2 separate regions of the Pan troglodytes genome follow, and region 2 is linked to region 1. Evidence: chromatin contacts called from public HiChIP or PLAC-seq data. All regions are on one chromosome and are shown on one strand. Each heading gives the region's core, a stretch centred on a gene start, on an enhancer-like site or on the middle of the called end of the contact. The rest is flanking DNA. Distances are from core to core; before and after follow the strand shown. Region 1 holds the start of LOC746904 (colorectal neoplasia differentially expressed). Region 2 holds the start of IRX6 (iroquois homeobox 6).

What was found. HiChIP or PLAC-seq counts read pairs in DNA pulled down with a chosen protein or histone mark.
Region 2: a contact with region 1 is called in an H3K4me3 HiChIP or PLAC-seq map of stem cell-derived excitatory neurons, with 8 times the contacts expected there. The contact joins the promoter of IRX6 here to the promoter of LOC746904 in region 1. A contact is called at or near these places in 3 of 7 Hi-C or Micro-C datasets (induced pluripotent stem cells and stem cell-derived neural progenitor cells), 1 of 1 datasets of contacts at active chromatin or transcription factors (stem cell-derived excitatory neurons) and 1 of 1 other capture datasets (stem cell-derived neural stem cells).

What each region holds. Positions count from the first base shown.
Region 1 is chr18:52,879,303-52,882,607 of NHGRI_mPanTro3-v2.0_pri, forward strand. LOC746904 (colorectal neoplasia differentially expressed) reads right to left here and starts at 1,726. Exons shown (of 5, transcript XM_016929855.4): 1 at 1,615-1,726.
Region 2 is chr18:53,277,253-53,280,557 of NHGRI_mPanTro3-v2.0_pri, forward strand. It overlaps IRX6 (iroquois homeobox 6), which reads left to right and starts at 1,597. Exons shown (of 6, transcript XM_001167355.6): 1 at 1,597-2,530. The coding sequence starts at 2,486.

The DNA of each region.
Region 1 (3,305 bases), core at 476-2,975:
TGGAAGCTCAAAGACAGGTTTCAAGTGCAATTAAATTCTCCAAAAGCAAAACTGTACAAAAATATGCCGCCCTTCTTATGTCACCATTTATAGACAACATTTTCTCAGGATCTTAATTAAGATAACGATGCACACCTGTGTCAACATTCTCTGGCAAGACAGCCTTATCAATCATAATCCTTTAAGTACACTCCAAAACAGCAAAGCGATATGACAGAAGCAATCTGTTGCCTTGCCTGGTGTTGGTGTTGTGTCTCTCCCACAAGAATGATGAGATCTTTAAAATACAGCAGACCTACTTCTATGAGTCTTTAAAGTTCTAACTGTAAATAGCTATTAACACTAAATAAACAGGAATAACCTCTTTTGCACTTGACTGAAACAATGACAACTGTACAGCCAAAACTTGAAGAACAAGCTCTAGGGCCATGTCCTGACAATACAATTGCGAATCGTACTTTAAAGCTTTAAATTTTAAGAGTTATGCGAAACTGGATCCGTGCAGACATGACAAACCAATAAACCTTTAGGAAGTTTCAAAATGAGAATATTTAATAGTCCTACGTCAAAAACAACCCGAGCAAACTTATCCCTAGTGTAAGTTTAAATGTTTGGAAAGACACAAATTCAACAGAAAGTAAGGGGAGAAAAAGTCTTCTTGGTAACCTAGGATGGGAGGGATACAGATCCCACCTCTGCTGGAAGAGAAAGCTTCAGAGTCAAGACACCAAACTACCGCTAACAAGTATGCAGCTTTCCAAACGGAAAAGCTAATGAATAGGAAGTAAAAAGGAGGGGAGAGTGAAACAAATGGTCACCACTACCCAGATAAAAAGTTAAAACCTCGTGTTTACCAGCAAAAAAGTGAACGCTTTCATATAAAAACGGAGAAAACCCGCCAGATGCTATCTGCATGCCGTCTGCCTGCTAATCATGATCGGCCGTTCCCTTTCTCATATTAACACAATTCTATCTCAGACGCCGGGCGGCCGTGGCCAGCTGAGCAGCAGAGCCATCAATGTGCAAATAAAGCAGAAAATAGAGACATCCTTAAGAAATGAGTCTTAAATTTGACGTAGAGCGGAGGTGACAACCACGGCAACAGAACCATACATTCTAAATGCCTCAATATCTTGCAGGAGTCTCTCCAGCCCCTGACACCAAAAAGAAAACAGTACGAGAAAAGGGGTTAAAAAAATTAAAAAAACAACCAACAAACAAGCCACGGGGCGGGGGCGGGGGCGGGGGCGGGGGGGAGAAAGCGCGGGACTGCCGGAGTGGCAGGATGATGTAATGAGGATGTCTGTGTGACAGACTCGGGTTCTCGGTGGCACAAACCTCCAAGGGCTCTACTCCGGAAAGCCGTGTCCCGGACGAGAGCCGCGGCGACGAAGGGAACAGGCGTGGACAGAGGAGCCACGCCCACGCGCGCCCGCCCCGAACCCCGACACCCGGAGAGGCTCGTCCGGCGCCGACGCGGCCCGAGGCCCAGGCCCTAGCCCACGGGACGTCTGGCCGGGCGCGGGGCACCGCTGCGTCCGTTCGGCCCACGAGGGGACACGACTAGAGGGGTGGACGGCGCGGCCAGAGGGCCTGGCCCGGGCCGGGGCTCACCTCTCCTCCGCCGCGCGGGCGCGCGGGCCGCGGACGCTCCCTCGTGGCTGGCGCGAGCCCCCGGCGGGCGGCGCGCGCGGGCCGTTACCGACCGTTAGCGCCAGGGGCTGCGGCTGCGGCGGGCGGAGCCGGGGGCGGGCGCTGAGGGGCCGTGGGGCCGCAAGAGGCGGGAGCGAGGGGAGCAGGGCGTGGACGCTGCTCCCGGGAGCTCCCGGCGACGACTCGGGCCTACTGCGAGCCCGGGAAGAGGCCGCCGGCGAGGCCGCCACTGGCCGGCTGCGCGCTCCCCCAGGCTCAGGCCGCCTGGGCCGCTCCGCCTCGCTTAGACATTGGCCGGCTGGCAGCCACCTCGGCCCCACGGTCCCCGCCGCCGCTGCAGCCAGCTTCCCGTCTCCATGACAATAGCGCGATCGAGACCCCGCCCCGCCCCGCCCCTTTGGCGCCGAGACTCGGAGGAAAGCGGGGTTACGTCACCAGGGGGCGGAGCCCAGGGAGGCCAGCGCCCAATCATAGGTGAAGGAGGTGTCAGGCACTGGGCTGGGCGGACCCAGGGGCTCTCGGAGAATGTAGTCTGAACCGCTCAGGCCTCTTGGTGGGCGGTGTCTGGGGGAGGGGAGGAGACGGAGGGGAGGAGCCAACGCGCGTGCACGAGAGCGCAGCACCGAGCGGTTGCCGGTGCGGCGGTGGGTTAGTGTGAGCTCGCGAAATAAAGTACATCTCGCCCGTCAAAGTCAATGCGAGAAACTTTGTATATAGTTATGCTTCGGCTTGCGTGTGGCCCCATTATGCGAAGTTCCCGATATCCCGAGCTTCCGCGGCGTGCCCAAACCTGTGCCATCTTCTGTCCTGGTTCACCAGCGCCCCTGTCTGTCCCAGAGTTCGAGTGCGTCCGTGGCTTGTGGTGGCGGGAGGTGGAGAGAAGAGGAGAGGGTCTGTTTTGTATTCTAACTGTGTGGCCGTCGTGGGCAAGGGCTCTGCCTCTGACTCAGTTGTGTGTGTTTGCCTCGCCAGCGCCTCGCTGAACAAACAGTGGTTGGGTTGGGCACTGCTCTGCCCAGTGTTTGCAGTGGAGCGTGGGCGGATGCGAGAGTGCGTGCGAAGGGGAAGGCGACGTAGTTAAACAAAAGGGAAGGGGACCCGCACCCTCCACCACCACCGACTCGGCGGTGCGAGCTGCGTGCGGTGGGAAAACCGGGAGAAAGAGGCTGCGAGGCGTGGGAGTGGAGCTGGGGACGGTCCCGAGACCTCCTCGGGTGTAGCTGATTCTCTGTCTGGCAGTTCTTGCCCACCACCCCTACTCTAGAAAAAGGCTACCCCGGTAGTTCCAGGCACCAGTGTCTTCTCCCTCGCCGTCCGGCGGGGGGTCGGTAGAAGGAAGGCGAGGCGGAGACGTGCAGACCTCATGAGGCCTGTCTCTCGCCCACCTGCTGCTGCCGGCGCAGAGGGGCAGTCATCCCGGACTTCCTGCGCCCTGGGCGCGGGCCATCCATCGGCTCTCCCAGAGACTTTCATTCCGGATCTCCAGCTGGCTCTCCGGGCCCCCTGGCTTGGGGAAGACGCCAGAGGGGGGTGGGCAACGAATGGCCTCGGAGCCCAGTCTGCCGGAGAACAAGAAATCCGCTAAGTCCGCGACCTACTGTGGCTAGGAGAGCGCAGAGCGTTCGCCGGCGCACAGCCCGCGGCCTTGTTCC
Region 2 (3,305 bases), core at 347-2,846, 400 kb after region 1:
GACATACCTTCCCTCTGGAAATGTTTGCAATTAATTAATTAGCAGTAATCTTCCCCAAGGGATGAATTTAATGAATACTCTCCAATTCTTACTTTAAAAAAATAGCATAGATGTATCCAAGCTGCAAGTGTGTGGATAGTTCCAAAGTGCATTTTGAAAAATCAAGGGATCTATCTATTACTGTGAATTTTTATCACTAAGTCAATCTGGTGAGGACTATAATTCTTTTTCTAACTAGGAGTTTCCCTGGATGAACGCAAGGTTTCTCCAAGGTAACAGCAGCAGCAGCAGCAGTAGCTGTGTTTGTTAGTATTTAGAATGGAGCTTGTCCCCATGTTAACAATCTCTTAAGCAGAGGAGTCTCTGGTTTGTGGCTTCTTTAAGCTCCTTGAGCATTCTGCAGAATGTGTTTTAGAGATGTCATGCTAAAGAGATCAGAGAAAGGTGCTAGTGGCAAACTTGGAGTTGAGGTACGCCCCGTCCAGGGCCCCAGACCTTGCCCCGCCTCATACAAGAACCCAGAGCCGTTGCTATCTTCTGGGCCACAGGCTCTCGCGTTTCAACTAGAAAATAAAACTGGGCCCTTGAACCAACCCCTATGGCTCCTTGGAGGAGTTGCAGTAAGAGCCTGGGAGAGCATTTTAAAAGTATAAAGCGCGGTGACCCCGGTAAGTGAAAGGCAAGGCTTTCTGAGGTTTCTGGCCTGCAAATCCCACTGGATCCCTGCAGTGCCCACCGAAGACCTTCCCCTACCAGACCGACAGTCCCTTTTCACCCCTAGACGTCGCGGGTTGGAGGCTCTCAGAAGGGCAGCTGGGGCCAGAGTACTGAGCCTTCAGATGTGCAGTCTACCGTGCTCGCAAATTGGAGGTTCCATGTCTCGGGGCCAGGCCTAGAGGAGGTAGCCCCTTCCTGGGTACCAACGAGCCTCCCCCACCCCCGCCACCGCCCACCCATCAGTGCCCCTTTGAAGACCCCTGGGATGGAGTGAGGGGGTGGTCAGACCGCTGGGCCCAGCCCGGCATCCAGGAGGAGCGCAGGGAATGGGCCGCCCTCCCGGAGCGCTCCACTGCGGCTCTCCAGCGCCACCCCCAGCGGAGCGCAGGGGCTGCAGCCCGGACCGGGCGCCTTCTTCAGGCTCCCTGGCTGCCCCGCGGCCACTGCGGGAGGCGCGCGCGCGAGGCAGCCAAGCCTTGCCTTCGGAGGAGATGGCCAGGGATCTTAGCAAGCAGCCTGCGGCTGCCAGGGATCGGACCTGGCGAGTTTCCCGACGGAATCTGAGGGATCCCGAGCCTCGGCCTCGAGGGGGCGCTATCCGGCCTACTCGAGGACCAGGCAGCTGCAGAAGCTCCAAGGTCAAGGCCCTGGGCCGGGCCAGGGCTTGGAGAGCCGGAATCTAGCCCGAGTCCTGGGGAGGCTAAGGCGGGGAACCAGATCCCCGAGGACAAAGATGGGCGGGCCAGTGGGATCCACCGACGCTGCCCGGAGCTGCTCCAACGAGAGCCGGGCCTGTGGCGTGAACAAACTTTACTTCAGCGCAGGGGCGGAGGAACCGGGCTGGAGACTTCTCCCCCGGGCCTCTGCTCTCCTCCACCTGCCAGTGCTCAGCCTCCGCCCAGCCTTCGCCCACCCCAGCTCCCTCCCCCTCCCCCGCGCGCCTCTGTTCACTCAGACTCCTGTCTCCCCTCTCCCCTCCTCCTTCTCCCTCTTGCCTTTCTCCCCCACTTTTCTCCTGTCTCTTCTTTTGTATTCTCTCCTCCCTCGCCGTCCCGGTTGCCTCTCGCCTCCTCCGGGCCGCAGGGGAGGAGGTGAGCGCGCTGCGCCCGGGGCCTGCGCGGCTCAGAGGGAGGCGTTTCTCCTACTTCTCCCGGGTAATTTAGAGAGGTTGTGTGTGTGTGCGCGCGCGCGTGAGCTCCAGGCGAAAAGGGGTAGGATTCAGCGCCGAGCAGAGAGGGTCAGGGTTTTTGACGTTCCTCGCCAGCTGCACAAACCTCCCGGAGCAAGTGTGAGTGTGGATGAGAGTGCGCGCGCGCGCACGGGCTGGCTGCGCTTGGCACGCTTGGTGGCCCAGGGTCCCGGGGCCCGGGGTCCCGTCTGGCGGCCCGGGATTACCGTGACGTCACATTGAGCCTCTGGCCACCTTGGACTGGGACACCTCCGGAGCCTCACAGCCCCGCGCCGCGCCGCGCCTCACCTCGCCACCACGCGCCTTTGGGAACCCGCATCTTCTTCCTTCCCCTGCCCATCCATGGGCCCTTCTGTCTTCCGGACCCCACGGGCCGGAGGGGCGCCTTCCGGAGCGCAGGGCTCGGCAGCCGGGCTGCCCTCGGCTCTGCCTCCACTGGGGCCAACCAGGCGAAGGAACCGGCGCTGGGCATCCGCAGCGGTGTAAGGAACTGAGACGCCTCACTGCTGGGGGCGCGGAACAGCTGGGCTGAGACGGGAACTCGACAGGGAAGAGAGAGACGGGCCAGGGACAGCCACCATGTCCTTTCCACACTTTGGACACCCGTACCGCGGCGCTTCCCAGGTAAGAGGCGCCTCTATGGGGGGTAGGGGACAGACTGGGTGGAGGGAGTGCCTAGTGCACGGCGCCTGCCTCTGATCTTCCTCCTCTTGTGTCCTGGGGGAAGCCAGAAGGAGCAAGGACCAGGGTAATGTGTCACAGCCTCCTCTGACATCCCCAGTCCCTAAATGAGAACGTTTCACCCCGGAGTGCACGCTGGAAAATCTTGTGACCTGAAACATGAGCACTCTGACCACGCGCTCAGTGAGGTGGGTGGGATCACAGGGATCTCCCAGTCAGGCCTCCTCCTATACAGAAGTCTGAGGTGGCCGGGAGAGAAAGAAAGAAAGAAAAGAAAGAAAGAAATAAGGAAAGAAAGAAAGAAAGAAAAAGAAAGAGAGAGAGAGAAAGAAAGAAAGAAAGAAAGAGAAAGAAAGAGAGAAAGAAAGAAAGAAGAAAAGAAAGAAAGAAAAAGAAAGAGAAAGAAAGAACTTGTAGGCTACAACGCTGTCCATCTCACCATATTGTTGTTGATTTGTTGACCTCGGCTATTCTCCTACCCCTTCCTTGGGCGGGCCCAAGCTCTCCGGTTCCCTCGATTTTCCAAACCAAAGTGGATGTTGTGCAATGACAAGGGTTTCCTGGGAAAGTTCTGCGGACACCCCCTCCACTGTTCTCCAGCTTTTCTCTAGAGTTCTGAGTGTATTTTCCTGTTGTCTAGTGCCGGCTCGACCTTTGACCTGCTGTGTGATCTTAGACAAGTCTCATACTCTCTCTGATTATCCACTCCCAATCTATA